Linked DNA regions of Rattus norvegicus: region 1 is linked to region 2. Evidence: chromatin contacts called from public Hi-C data. All regions are on one chromosome and are shown on one strand. The core of a region is the stretch at or near the end of the contact, and the rest is flanking DNA. Distances in the headings are between cores, read along the strand shown.

Region 1 (6,984 bases), core at 1,108-3,607, 210 kb after region 2:
TGCACACAAGTACATGCCTTTGCGCCATATATGTACATGTGCACTCAGAGACCAGAGAGAGTGCGATTCCCCTGGAGCTGGAGTTAAAGAAGGTTATAAGTCACCATGAGTATGCTGGGAGGGACTAGAACACAGGTTCTCTGGAAGAACAGCCAGTGCTCTTAACCACTGAGCTATATCTCTATGGCTCTGCTATGAATGCATTTATGTAGGTGAGGTTTAGGGGCTCGAGATGGCTAAGTTGGTAAACAGCACTTACTGCTCTTGTAATGGAGTGTAGTTTCATTCCCAGCACCCACGGGAATGAGCTCACAACTGTTTGTATCTGTTCCAGAAATTCTTTCGCCCTCTTGTGGCATCTACAGGTACTACACACACATGATGCACATTCACGAAGCTCAAACAGTAAGACACATATACATTTAGATAAGTCTTTAAAAAAAGAAAAAAACCTAGTTCAGGGGGTTGGAGAAAGGTGCTATAATTTAAGGTATTTTAAATTATTAAATACTTACAGCTGGAAAGATGGCCAGTGAAGGACCCTTGCTGCTCTTGCTGAAGACCAGTTTGGTTCCCAGCACCCACATGTGGCAACTTACATCCCTTCATAACACCAGCTCTAAGGTACCTGGCACCTTCTGCCTCTGAGGCACACACACACACACATGACCCAATACACACAAGATCCAATACATAATTAAACGTACATCTTTTTGCTGTATGTATGTGTGGGTTTTTGAGACAGGGTTTTGTTTGTTTTTTTTGTTTTGTTTTTTTGTTTTTTTTTTTAGAGCAATACGAGGTTTTAATGAATGCCCCTTGAAGAAATCTTCTTTCCTACCATTCCCGATGTACCAAGGAGGAAACCAAAGCAAGGCAAAGGGCAGGGGTTGCCCAAGATCACACAAGCAAGTGAGGGCCAAAGGTGGTGCCGGAATTCTCCACCTTTGAGACAGGGTTTTTCCGTGTAGCCCTGGCTGTCCTGGAACTCACTTTGTAAATCAGGCCGGCCTCCAACTCAGAGATCCACCTGCCTCTGCTTCCTGAGTGCTGGTATTAAAGGTGTGTGCCACCACCATCCAGCAATACACCTGTTTTTTTTTTTTAATTGTTCATATAGTTCAGTATGGCCTTGAACTCATCAAGCATGAGTCTGCTGCCTCTACCTCCTTTTGTTATTTTGAGATAGGGTCTCATACCATAGACAAGGCTAATCACAGACTCTATATGTGGTCCAGAGTGGCCTCTAATTAGAGATTCCCTCCTCGGTCTCTCAGAACTGTGCCATATACACATACATTTTAAACTTGGGGGTGTGTGGGTGGAGACAGGGTTTCACTTTACAGCCCAGGCAAGTCTCTAACTCACAACAATCCTCCTGACCCATCTCACTCTTGCTGGGATTATGAGCCACCTGCCACCATGCTTCCCGTGTTGTGTTGTTTTTGTTTCATGGAGAAGGGTCTCACTATGCAGCCCCTGGACAGCCTGGAACTCTCGGTAGAAGAAAGAGGCTATCCTGGGATCAGTCCCATCGTCTTCCTCCAAGATGCCACCACACCTGGCATTCCAGCCTTTTTAAAAAAAAAAACTTTTATCTTTAAAAAGGCGTTTAGACAAAAAGAAAGAAAAAAGAAAGCAGATATTTAAAAAGTTCTACAGACGAAATTTAACAGATGTTTGTAGAATTCGAGGGAGAGAGCAGGACCATTGGCCAATCGCTGAGGATATGGAGCTGAAACAAAGTCCAGATTTTCTGGCACCAATTCCAGGGTTCTTTCTGGGTCCAGGAGCTATTCATTGACTCATTAATTCATGGATTCATAATTCATATATTCATTAAATTGCATAAAGCACCTGCTACTTGATTTCGGGTAACTCTGGGAATGCAGCGCTGGCAAAATCTAAGCACCACGGACTTTACAGTCCATATAGGGCGTCACAGAAGAGAATAACAACGGTCTTTAAGAGTGATGACAAGGGTGTCGGGTGCCTTGGAAATCGCGGAATTAGAAGTCAGCGAGGAAAGGAGAATGGCGCTTCCGATAACGTCATTTGTTCTCGGCATTTCAGATCCTGTCCAGGGACTCCAAAGAAGGTAGCAGTTAAAAACAAAACAAAAAAATATCTCACAGAAGCTCTATTCAGCGAACATCCTCACCCAGCAGCAGAGGAGGGAGGTGGGGCACAGGTATGAAGCGCATGCGCAATCTCACTCGTGCCGCCCCGAGGGTTTGGACCAGGACCGAAAATGTGCGCAGGCGCTACAATTCCTGGCCAGTGAGAAGGCGTTGCCCAATGAAACTTCGTTTGGCGTCTCTGTCCCGCCCCCTTCGGGGACCCCCATTTCCGCTTCCGGCGCGCCGGGGTAGTTCCAAGATGGCGTCGGCGGTGCTGAGTGCGTCTCGAGTCTCTGGGCTGCTGGGCCGGGCCCTCCCACGGGTGGGGCGGCCCATGTCGAGTGGCGCCCACGGCGAGGAGGGTTCAGGTACCGGGGCTCGGGTGGGCGTGGGGGCCTCAGTGGCTGGCACGCGGCCTGGCGGGGCCGTGACCTTGGCGGGAGGCCTTGCGGGAGGGAGCGGCCGAGGCTGACATTCTGGCCCCGCTGCAGCTCGTATTTGGAAGGCCCTCACCTACTTCGTGGCGCTGCCCGGGGTGGGAGTGAGCATGCTCAACGTTTTCCTGAAGTCGCGACACGAAGAGCACGAGAGACCCGAGTTCGTCGCCTACCCCCATCTCCGCATCAGGACTAAGGTACGCGCTGCGCCTCTGCTGTCCTTCAAGCGTCCGTTATTTCTGGGTTGTCCACTCCCCAGTCCCAGCCCTTGGTGCGCTAGGATCTCGGCTGCCTGTCTATCCGCGCAGACTGAACATTTTATTTACTCTCGTTTTACATGAGGGAAGCCAGTTTGTGGGTCGCGGCTTAATTTTCTTAAAAAGCCGCACAATAAATGGTCCTGGATTTTCAACTCCCCCAATTTGTCATCTTTTGTCTTCTGGTGCACTTCAGATGCTGTTTCCTGAATGAAAGCTTGTAGTTTTGGGGTGTCCTTTTATAGAGGCAGATCCTGAAGGTGATTTACAATCCGGGCGTTAGGCTTGAGCACAGACTGCCGGTTTGTGTAGACAGTTTTAATGTCTCTCGATGAATTTTTTTTTTTTTTGGTTCTTTTTTTCCGGAGCTGGGGATCGAACCCAGGGCCTTGCACTTCCTAGGCAAGCGCTCTACCACTGAGCTAAATCCCCAACCCCTCTCGATGAATTTTTAACAAGGCTGTTTATTTGCTCCTTAAATTGTATCACCTAATTCACATAGGACTAGCCTTGCAGAAACTTAATCTAGATTTTTACATCCCACGAGGCTCGATCCCACTCGTGTACAGCCTCAGCACTTGGGAGGCCAAAGCAGGCATATCTCCTGAGCTCAAGACCAGTCTGGTCTACATAGTGAGCTCCAGGGCAGTTATGGGTGAGAAAAAGGTGCTTCACAGCATCCTTGCCTTGGCCTCTGCCCAGTAGGTGGCAGTAGTACCCCGGCCTAACTGCCTCTAGAAAATGCGCATGTCTCGCCCCTGACACTTGGGGGCTGAAAATAAGAGAATCAGTAGCTCATGGTCATTCTCTGCTTCGTTATGAAGTAGGTTATCTTGGGCCAAAGAGGTTATCACAGATAGCCAAAAATGGTTGTGAGCTATTGGCCAAGAGCAGTGCTTTTCAAACATGGTGGGAAGGAACTGGAGAGATGGCTCAGTGGTTTAGAGTGGTGCTGCTCATACGGACAGAAGAGCCAGTTTTAATTTCTAGTGCCCAGGTGGGTAGCTCACAACTTGCTTTAGCTCCATATGGGGGTGGGACTGGTGTCTTTGGCTTCTGTGGTACACTCATACTTTTGTGCATATGCCCACAAAGGAGGAGGAGGAGTACTAATGATCGTAATAAAAAATAAAGCCGGCATGGTAGCACAGGCCTTTAATCTCAGCACTTGGGAGGCAGAGGCAGGAGGATCATTGTAATTTTTAGGTCAGCCTGTCTATGTAGGATTTAAGGTTAGCTAAAGAAACCCTGCTTCAACAAAAAAAAAAAAAAAAAAAAAAAAAAAATCAGGGCTTCAAAGATGCTCAGCAGGTGAAGGAGCTAGCAAGCCCAAGACGGTGCATCAATGTCTGGGACCCACTGCAGAAGGGGAGAACCTATATAACCCACACACAAGTGGTCTCTGACAGTGGCCGTATACATGCACACTCAAAACAAAAGGTACTGAGGAAAAGGATAGAATCTTGGTTGCAGTTTTCTGGTCCTGCATTAAAAAGCATCCACGTCTGCCATCGCCCTTCTGATACAGGAAGGGCCACACCTTGATGGCACAATCCTGGCTGGAGCAGTTTCCAGGGGAAGCTAGGAACTGCTTTTCTTATATTAAAAATGTTGATTATGGATAGATACCTATGTGTGTACATATGTACCTGTGAGTGCAGGTGTCTGTGGGGTCAGAGGTGTGAGATCCCGGCAGCAGTTGTGAGACACCTGATCTGATGTCTGAGAATTTTGGAGGAGCAAGTCTGATGAACGGAGCCATCTTTCCAACATCTTATGTTTTTTAAGGTTTAATTTCTTTTAAATTACGTGTGTGCATGTGGATGCCCAAGGGAGCCAAAGAGGGCTTCAGGTTCCCTGGGGCTGGAGTAGTAGCAGTTATGAGCTGCCTGGTGTGGATGCTGGGAACCAAACTTGTTCTATTCATGGGCAGAGCAGTACATGGCCTTAGCTGCTGAGCCATCTCCTTCCCTGGAGCTTGCTTTACTACTAGCCACTTCAGAGGAGAGATGGCTCGGTGGTTAGAGCACCGGCTGCTCTTCCAGGGGTCCTGAGTTCGATTTCCAGCAACCACATGGTGGCTCACAACCATCTGTAATGGGATCTGAATCCCTCTTTTGTGTGGGTGAAGACATAGTGTTTATACATAAATAAATTAAAGTACATAAAAAATTTAACAAGAAAAACTATGGGACAGTTGAAATTATGCCAGTAAAGGACAAATTTCCGTTTGGATTTTGTTTTATCTGTTTCAAGCAGTTGGCAGGCAAGTTGTTTGTGAGCGTTTTCGGGAAACATCTAATTGCCATCTTCACTCCACAGCCCTTCCCCTGGGGAGATGGTAACCATACCCTCTTCCACAATCCTCACATGAACCCGCTTCCGACTGGCTATGAAGATGAGTAAAGAGAACCTGGCTCTTCGCCCAGGCGACAAGGGACCACAGCACTGATTTGGACCCTGACTCTTGTGTGTGGACCACGAAAGCCCATTGGATGCTCAGCTCATCTTTCCTTTATCAGATGGTGACCATTACTTTGCTCCTCCATCCCTTTGCTCGTAAGAGGAGATGGCTTAAATAAATAACTTGAACTGAGATTGTCCGTGGGCTGGATGCTGCATTTTTATTCTCAGATTAATTGCTTTGCTGCTTTGTAGATCTGGTTTAGCCCACTGAATACAGTTTATGGCTGGCTCCCTGCTGGTTTCTTGTGCTTAGGGTGGGCAAAGCCAAGTGACCAAGAACATAGAAAGGTAGAGTTACCATTGGGACTGGCTCCCTGATCAATAGATGATCAATAGAACTGCTGGTTACCAACACTGGGCTACATAGCAAGTTCTAGGTCAGTCCAGGCTGCGCAGAGCCTGAACAAAGGGCCTGAGCTTCAGTCAGCTGTCCTCTGGTCACAGCAGGCTTCTCTCGCAGTCTACAAAAGGAGCCAAGTTTAGGTGAAGAATCATTTCTCAGTCAGACAGTGATGGTGCAGGCCTTTAATCCCAGGACTCAGGAGGCAGAGGCAGGCAGAGCTCCGAGCTCCAGGCCAGCATGGCTACAAGGGAATCCCTGTCTAGGAAAAACAAACAAGACTCAGCAGTGGCAGTTTCAAAACAGTGGCATAGCCGTCAACTGCTTGTCAAAATGGAAGACCTTTAAAAGTAGCTGGAGTCAGTCTTGGAGAGGATGGCTGGAGTCAGGTAGGATGAGTGATCATTATGGTCTTTGCGGCTCTCTCGTCAGATATGCTGTAAAGGAAGCTATGAGTAGCTGCTCCTTTTAGGTGGCTGTAGCCTTCCTTCGCCATGGGGAGTAGCCGGGTTAAGGCGTGCACAATGCCATTATTTCAATGATTCTCAAGGCTATTCTGGAAGGTAAGTCTCACCTGAGCTGAAAATGACCATCACCATCCCAAAAAAGAAGACTCGGGCTGGAGAGATGGCTCAGCGGTTAAGAGCACTGACTGCTCTTCCAGAGGTCCTGAGTTCAAATCCAGCAACCACATGGTGGCTCACAACCATCTGTAACGAGATCTGATGCCCTCTTCTGGTGTGTGTCTGAAGACAGCAACAGTGTGGTTATATATAATAAATAAATCTTTTTTTTTAAAAAAAAAAGAAGACTCAAAAAGGCCATGGTGGTGCCTACTTAACGACCTTTGAGACGTCAGAAGAGTAGTCAGAGGCCTGAGGACAGCCACAGTTCCAAGCTACCACCACGAGCTAATTCTAAAACGAAGCACACACCAGGAGATGCTCAGCAGCTGGTGTGCTTGCTACCAAGCTGTCTCATACCCAGAACCTGCACACTGGAAGGAAGGAACTGACTTCACTTGCACACGTGAGTTAACTATAATTACTACCCCAGTGTGATTTGAATGGGAATGGCCTCAGCAATACACAGGTTTAAGTCCTTGGTCCCCATTTGGTAGAACTATTTGGGAAGCATTAGGAGGTATGGGTTTGTTGGAGGCAGGGAGACTCTTGGGGACAGGCAGGCTCTGAGGTTTCAAAACCCCACAGCATTCTCAGTGAGCTCTCTCTCTGCCTTGTGTCTATGGATCAGGACTAAGATCTCAACTACTCAGGTTGGGGATTTAGTTCAGTGGTAGAGCGCTTGCACGCAAGGCCCTGGGTTTGGTCCCCAGCTCCGGGGGGGGGGGGGTGCGGGGGGGG
Region 2 (6,675 bases), core at 1,447-3,946:
CCAACCAAACTGTATTTCTTCTCACTCTCTGGCTTCCAAACTTTTCTACTGTTGCTATGTTCTTCATTCCCCCCCCCACCCCCATGCCCTCATCCATTTGTTGGGTCTGCTTTCACTGCGCTAGGGGTCAAACACAAGGCTTCATACAGGTCAGACACATAGTCTATCCCTGAGCCTTGCCCTCAGCCCTAAAATACCTTGTAGGAGGAATGCCAGGGATAGAACCTAGGGTCTTGTGGATGCTGGCCAAGTCCTCTGCCACTGAGTCACCCACAGCCTGGAGTGGATGCATGTGTATGTGTGTGTGTACTACACGCCTGTTCAGATGCTCATATGCCATGGAGTGTGAGAGAGAGAGAGAGAGAGAGAGAGTGTGTGTGTGTGTGTGTGTGTGTGTGTGCACGCGCGCGCGCGCGCGCGCACGAGATCAGGGGACAGCTTTCGGGAATCAGTTCTCTCCTTCCACCAAGGATACAGGGGTCAAACTCTGCTCATTAACATCACCAAGCACTTTTGCCCAATAGGCCATCTTGCTGGCCCTGTATTATAATTTTTTAAATCCTTTACCAACCTCAATGAGGGCTGAGGGAAAAGGAAAAACAGATGACATATATACTACTCTCTGTCTTCCAATATAGTAACAGTAAACTTCTATTTTTTTTTTTTTTCTTTTCTGAGACAAGGTCTTCTCGAAGTGTAGTCCTGGATAACCTGGAATTTACAGACATCCTCTTGCCTCTGCCTCCCAAGTGCTGGGATAAAGGAAAAAAAAAAATCAGATGCTACCACATAGGGCAACAACAGAGCATTAAACCTATGGTGCTAGTTCTCTCGCCAATATCCAGGAAACTTTTCATACTCAAAAAGGAAGTCAAGGCTCTTCTCTTAATCAGAAGTCATGAGGCTGGGAGGAGCCTGTCCTATAATCCCTTGCCCAGCAAGCATGAGGCCCTGGGCTGGATCCCCAACATCGCAAAGGAAAATATGAAGTTACCCAGTGGGAACCTTGTCACAAGATGGAGGAAGAATATGCTAAGTGCCCTTACACTGGATGTTGGAAAGATCAGCTGTCACGCCTTCCAAGTTCACAGGGGTCTCCGTAGACATCACTGCCCGAGAAAGAGGACTTTCCCTGAAATGACAGGCTAATACATCAGCCCCTGCCCTTATGTGGCTGCTGTGAGGAACTGAAGGGCAATGCGCTTGAAGCATTGGCTTTTTAATTTCATTTAATTCTGACAACTTAAGTAGGCCTTATGGCGTTGCTGTTTTGACAACACACCTAAGGGTGACCTACTACTGAATAACCCAACTCTAGAGAAAGGATTCTTAAAGCCCTGAGTGTCGGTGTCAGAACGTCCAGAAGTGACTTCCCTTCTTAGGATTCACTACACTGCAGCTTTAAACAAATTACTGAACCCTTGTACAGGAGACCCTTGCAAAATACCTTTTCAACGTTCAGGTTAAATGTCCCCTCTTTGGTTGACCTTGGGGATCAAACATAAAAATCGATTAATCTCACCGCAGAGACCCAAACTGTCTTTTAAATCAGGGTAACCCCCACATTAGGGAGTTACAGGCAAGATGGCTACAAGTTCAAAGCCAACTTAACTATATGTTGTTTTGTTTGCTTGTCTGCTTGTTTTTCAAGACAGGGTCTGTGTAGCTGAGGCTGCCTGGAACTAGACCAGGCTGGACTGGAACTCACAGAGATCCACCTGTCCCTCTGCCTTCCAAGTCTGGGAGTAAAGAAGTATTGCCACTACTGCCTGGCCTTGATCTACTGTTTTGAAAGCGGAGGATGGGATGGGGACATGGAGAAAAAATTATGTCTCTTCTTTTTTTTTTTTTCTTTTTCTTTTTCTTCTGTTTTTCGGAGCTGGGGACCGAACCCAGGGCCTTGTGCTCTCTAGGCAAGAGCTCTACCGCTGAGCTAAATCCCCAACCCCATATGTCTCTTCTTTATTGTCTTTTCACCCTTCCACAAGCCTACAAAAGGGGATGAGATGGTGGAGGTGCAATCTCAACGCCTCCCAGAACTGCAATGTACCCACAGGTGTTATCACACAAAGGTGTCAAGATGCTTCCCAAGTGAAGACATTCTGGAATCTCATCCGGGACCCAGTAACACCCAGCAGACCACACGGGACCCTACTACTTTGTCTCACGAAATCTTCCCAGCAGCCCTTTTAAATAGATATTATCTCAACACCATTCTATATATAAAAAGACTGAGACCTGGAGGAGTGATGTCATTTATCTAATGCCTTAGCGAAACCAACGAGCCAGAGACTCGACTCCGAATCCGTATGGACATAAAGGCTACACTCCAAGCGCGGGCACAGAGTGGGGGCGGGGGGCGCTCTGCACCGCCCCGCGGGCTCTGGAGAACCGTGGCAGATTCCGAGTGGAAGCTCTGCAACCGCCGGGACCCGAACACACCCAGCAGAGCGCCAGCTGCCCTGAGGCCAAGCGGATGGCAAGATCCTCGAGCCCAGGGTCGCTCTGCCCGCCCAGGCCGCTCCGAGCCTCGAGCGGTGACGAGCCGGTCCCCTGCCGCCTCCTTCTGCGCCCTCCACGGCCGTCGGCACCGCAGCCTCCGCCCGAGCCATCTCGCCCCCGCCACCCGCGCTCGGGCCCCGCCGCCTGCCGCGTTGGCCCAGCAGTCGCCCGCCTCACCTGCGTGTCCGCCGCCATCCTGCCGGCGCCCACTCCGGAACCGCTTCCGGAGCGCTTCCGGGTCACAGCGGGGCCCACGCGGCAAGGGGAGGCCTGGCGCCCCCGGGCGGGAGGGCGGTCGCAGGTCGCGCGCTGCAGCCCGGGGACGCTGGCTGTCCTCAGCCCGGCATCCTCGGCGATTCCCGGTCCAGCCCCAACAACCCCATCGGGGAGTTCCTCCAGGCACCGCGTGCTTTCACGGAGCCACTGAATGCTGTTTCCTAGGCTCCGGGAAAGAGCTGCAGTCTAGAGAAGACTTGTTAGAGCACGGGGGAGGGATACAGGGATGCCCGGAGAATTGCTGCGCGGTCCTTCTGGGAGCCTTGGCTACAGTCCGCTGGGGACAGGGGTGAGCTTTGGAGAATGATTTAACTTTTTAAAATTTATTATAGACACACCAGGAGAGGGCATCAGATATCATTACAGATGTGGTTGCTGGTATTTGAACTCAGGACCGCTGGAAGAGCAGGCAGTGTTCTTTAACTGCTGAGCCATCTCTCTAGCCCCTTTACTACAGACTCTAGAGTATGCTTTGAGAATGCGGGTCTCCAGGCTTCTTTAACCCTGAGCAGTGACAACTGTTGACAGAGAATTAAAACTATACAGACCTGTAGTGAATGACCCACACAAGATTTATGACAGCAATAGGGCGTAGCATTTTCAGTCTTCACCTACTTAAAGAGCTCCAGGTTCTAGAATCCTGAGCTTTTCAGAGACTTGACACTTAATTGAATGCCTATATGAACTGACATCAAACAACTGTTGGGTCGGATGTTATAGTTCTAGGGTAACTTTTTGTCTAGTTACCTGTGATGCACAATGACTGAAAATACATTTTAGAGAATCTTAAAACCACTTTTTCTAGCACATTACTCTTGTTTGTAGCCTCCCAACTACAACAAAGCAACCCTATATGCACACCTTAGTGGCAAGTTACAAACTGTCCCTGTATTCAAGAATACAGTTGAATTCCCTTAACCTAGAAAAAAAAGCAGTAGCCAGCACCCTATTCCACATGGAAACTCAACTGTGCATCTTAAATACACAAACGCAAGTATTAACTTTATTACTAAACAGACAGCAGTTGCCTGTAATTACTGCATCCAGAAAGCTGAGGGAGATCAACTTCTAACCAACTCTCAGGCACTTTAGTTCAATCCCCATGTGGTGCTTGCACAATGTCACAAAGATCATCCCAGGCCCACTGTCTGGGACTTCAGACCTTAACCTCCTCTAGCCCAAACCTAGCATTCTACCCCTGCCTCAACCTTACACCATGGGGCTCTGGGGCCTGCATCACCCTAGCTTGGAGTGGTAAGGGTACTTAGTACAAACACTGGCTTGGACACCCAGTGAAGTGCAGAAAGCAGACCTAAAGACCAAGGTTAAACTGTTCAGAGTTGACATAACTATAGACCTCTTAAGTGGGGATCTGGGGACATACAGTATCTTGCAACACATATCTCCCATGGACAAGGAGAACTACCAGAAGAAAATAAAGGCCAGGCATACACCTTCAATTCCCAGGACTCAGGAGGGGAAAATCTTTGTCCCAGGTCAGCCATGGCTACAAAGTCAGGAGACCCTGTCTCAAAAACAAACAAAAAAGCCAAACAAAACCCACAAAGCCACTAGGAGCTTTATTTTTAGAAACATAGATGCAGGGGCTGGGGATTTAGCTCAGTGGTAGAGCGCTTGCCTAGGAAGCACAAGGCCCTGGGTTCGGTCCCCAGCTCCGAAAAAAAGAACCAAAAAAAAAAGTTTTTGCTTTTAACTGCTTAAGTGAACAAACTAAATAAATTCAGACAGCTTTAAGAGAAGTAAGCCTTTATTTCCATCTTTCTCAAATTAAGCAGGCTGACTTGGTGTGAGGGGCTTAGTCGAAGAGACCGAATCCCATGTCCTCATCGGATTCCTCCGACTCTTCCTTTGCTTCGACCTTGGCTGGGGCAGCAGCAGCTGCAGGAGCAGCAGTGGTGGCAGCAGCCACAGGGGCCGCAGCCGCAAATGCAGATGGATCGGCCAGGAAGGCCTTGACCTTGAGGGAGAAGAGACAGCGTGATCATAGTTGTTGTACAGCCTATACCCTTCCTGTTAAGGACTGTCCTGACAGCTCTCCAGTGTGAAGCTGCCCAACAGGTCAGGATAGCCCAGCTCTGTGGGTCCGTCATCTTTTAATGAGAGGACGCATGCCCTTGTTCCCATCACTTTCCCCATTTTTATTAAGCATCTATCTGGCTCCAGCTCAGGGCAGGCTCAAACTGAAGCAATCCTGATGGGATTATGGGCCACATCTAGCTTTCAAAAGTGGATTCCTCAGGCCACCCAGTCTTAATGAGTAAGCAACAGCACACTGGGCATGTGTTAATGCTGTTGGTAGTGTTTGCCCCAGCACTGGTGACAAACCGCAAACTGGTGGTGCATATACTTATAAACACTTGGATTCAAGGTCACCCAACTAGGGTGTAAGATCAGCTTTGGCTCCATGAAACCCTGTCTTGTCTCACAAGGTACCTCTTGTGTGAAATAGTGAATACACTCACTCAGCAGACCTGTCAGGCCTCTGTGGTCCTGAATGAAAGGACAGCCTTACCTTTTCAGCCAGTGGGAAGGTGTAGTCAGTCTCCACAGACAAAGCCAGGACCCTTTTGTATCCATTGATGATGGAGTGAGGCACTGAGGCAACAGTCGGGTAGCCAATCTGCAGACAGACGCTGGCCACATTGCGGACACCCTGCAGGGGAGACAAGAGTGACATTTTAGCTCACCTCAGACTCCAGGCCCTCTCACACCAGATGCTCTGGGCAGGGCAAGAGTCACCAGTTTGTGCTCCCCCTTTCTCCAGACCTGGGTGCTCAATGTAACTTTATAGTGACTTCTGAAACGTAGTTGCTGACCATTAGCAGGTAGAACACCTCTGCTGGGAGTAAAGGCCAGGGCCACCACCGCCAGTGTCTGGTTATCACAGGCCCTTAGCGACCTTTCGATTCCCAGCACAAGCAAGTCACCGAACCGCCAACCTCCCCGCCAGACCTTAGTCCTTTCCTCCTTTTATAGGTGGCAAAGTGGACAGCGTCGGAGGACAGAGCTGGGGCATACCTCTAGGAAGCGAGTGTGCAGGGCCTGCTCTGTGATGTCCAGCACCTCTGGGCTGTAGATGCTGCCATTGTCAAACACCTGCTGGATGATCAGCCCGAAGGAGAAGGGGGAGATGTTCAACATGTTCAGCAGTGTGGCTTCGCTGGCTCCCACCTTGTCTCCAGTCTTTATCAGCTGCACATCGCTCTGAGGAAGAGAAGAGCAGTTACCACCCAGACACACAGAAGGTCCAATCCCAAGGACTCTGCAATACGGAGTTACCACTGCAAGCCATGGCTACTCACCAGGATTTCAATGGTACCTCTGGAGATTTTAGTGGTGATGCCCAAAGCTTGGAAGAAAGAGGTCTTCTCGGGCCCCAGACCGGTGTTCTGAGCAGGTACTGTGACCTCACACGGGGCGATGGCACCGGCTCGGGCAGCAGCTGGCACCTAAAAACAGAACGAAGGTATTCTGTGGTAACCCCAACTCGTACACCGGAGCACAGCTACCTCCTCTCATCCGTCCTACCGCCCCTTACCTTATTGGCCAGCAGCATGTCCCTAATCTCGGTGAGGTCCTCCTTGGTGAACACAAAGCCCACGTTCCCCCGGATGTGAGGCAGCAGCTTCTCCAGAGCGGGGTTGTTCTCCAGGTGGCCCCGGATGGCCTTGCGCATCATGGTGTTCTTGCCCATCAGCACCACAGCCTTCCCGCGGAGGGACATGCGGATCTGCTGCATCTGCTTGGAGCCCACATTGTCTGCTCCCACAATGAAGCATTTTGGGTAGTCATCCAAAAGTTGCTATGAAGAAAGCCAGAAAGACACCAAGTTTGTGCGGGGAACAAAACCCAGCCAAACCAAACCGTGCAACCACT

What was found. A called contact is a pair of places that touch in the nucleus more often than the background predicts.
Region 1: a contact with region 2 is called in a Hi-C map of mammary epithelial cells, with 2.0 times the contacts expected there. The contact joins the promoter of Cox6a1 here to the promoter of Gcn1 in region 2. A contact is called at or near these places in 2 of 12 Hi-C or Micro-C datasets (the A7r5 cell line and mammary epithelial cells).

What each region holds. Positions count from the first base shown.
Region 1 is chr12:46,920,352-46,927,335 of GRCr8, forward strand. Cox6a1 (cytochrome c oxidase subunit 6A1) reads left to right here and starts at 2,358. Exons shown (of 3, transcript NM_012814.1): 1 at 2,358-2,488; 2 at 2,612-2,754; 3 at 5,137-5,411. The coding sequence starts at 2,380. The coding sequence ends at 5,220.
Region 2 is chr12:46,710,593-46,717,267 of GRCr8, forward strand. It overlaps Gcn1 (GCN1 activator of EIF2AK4), which reads right to left and starts at 2,697. Exons shown (of 58, transcript NM_001168664.1): 1 at 2,680-2,697. The coding sequence starts at 2,697. It overlaps Rplp0 (ribosomal protein lateral stalk subunit P0), which reads right to left. Exons shown (of 7, transcript NM_022402.2): 3 at 6,338-6,601; 4 at 6,102-6,248; 5 at 5,818-6,003; 6 at 5,312-5,452; 7 at 4,529-4,756. The coding sequence ends at 4,595.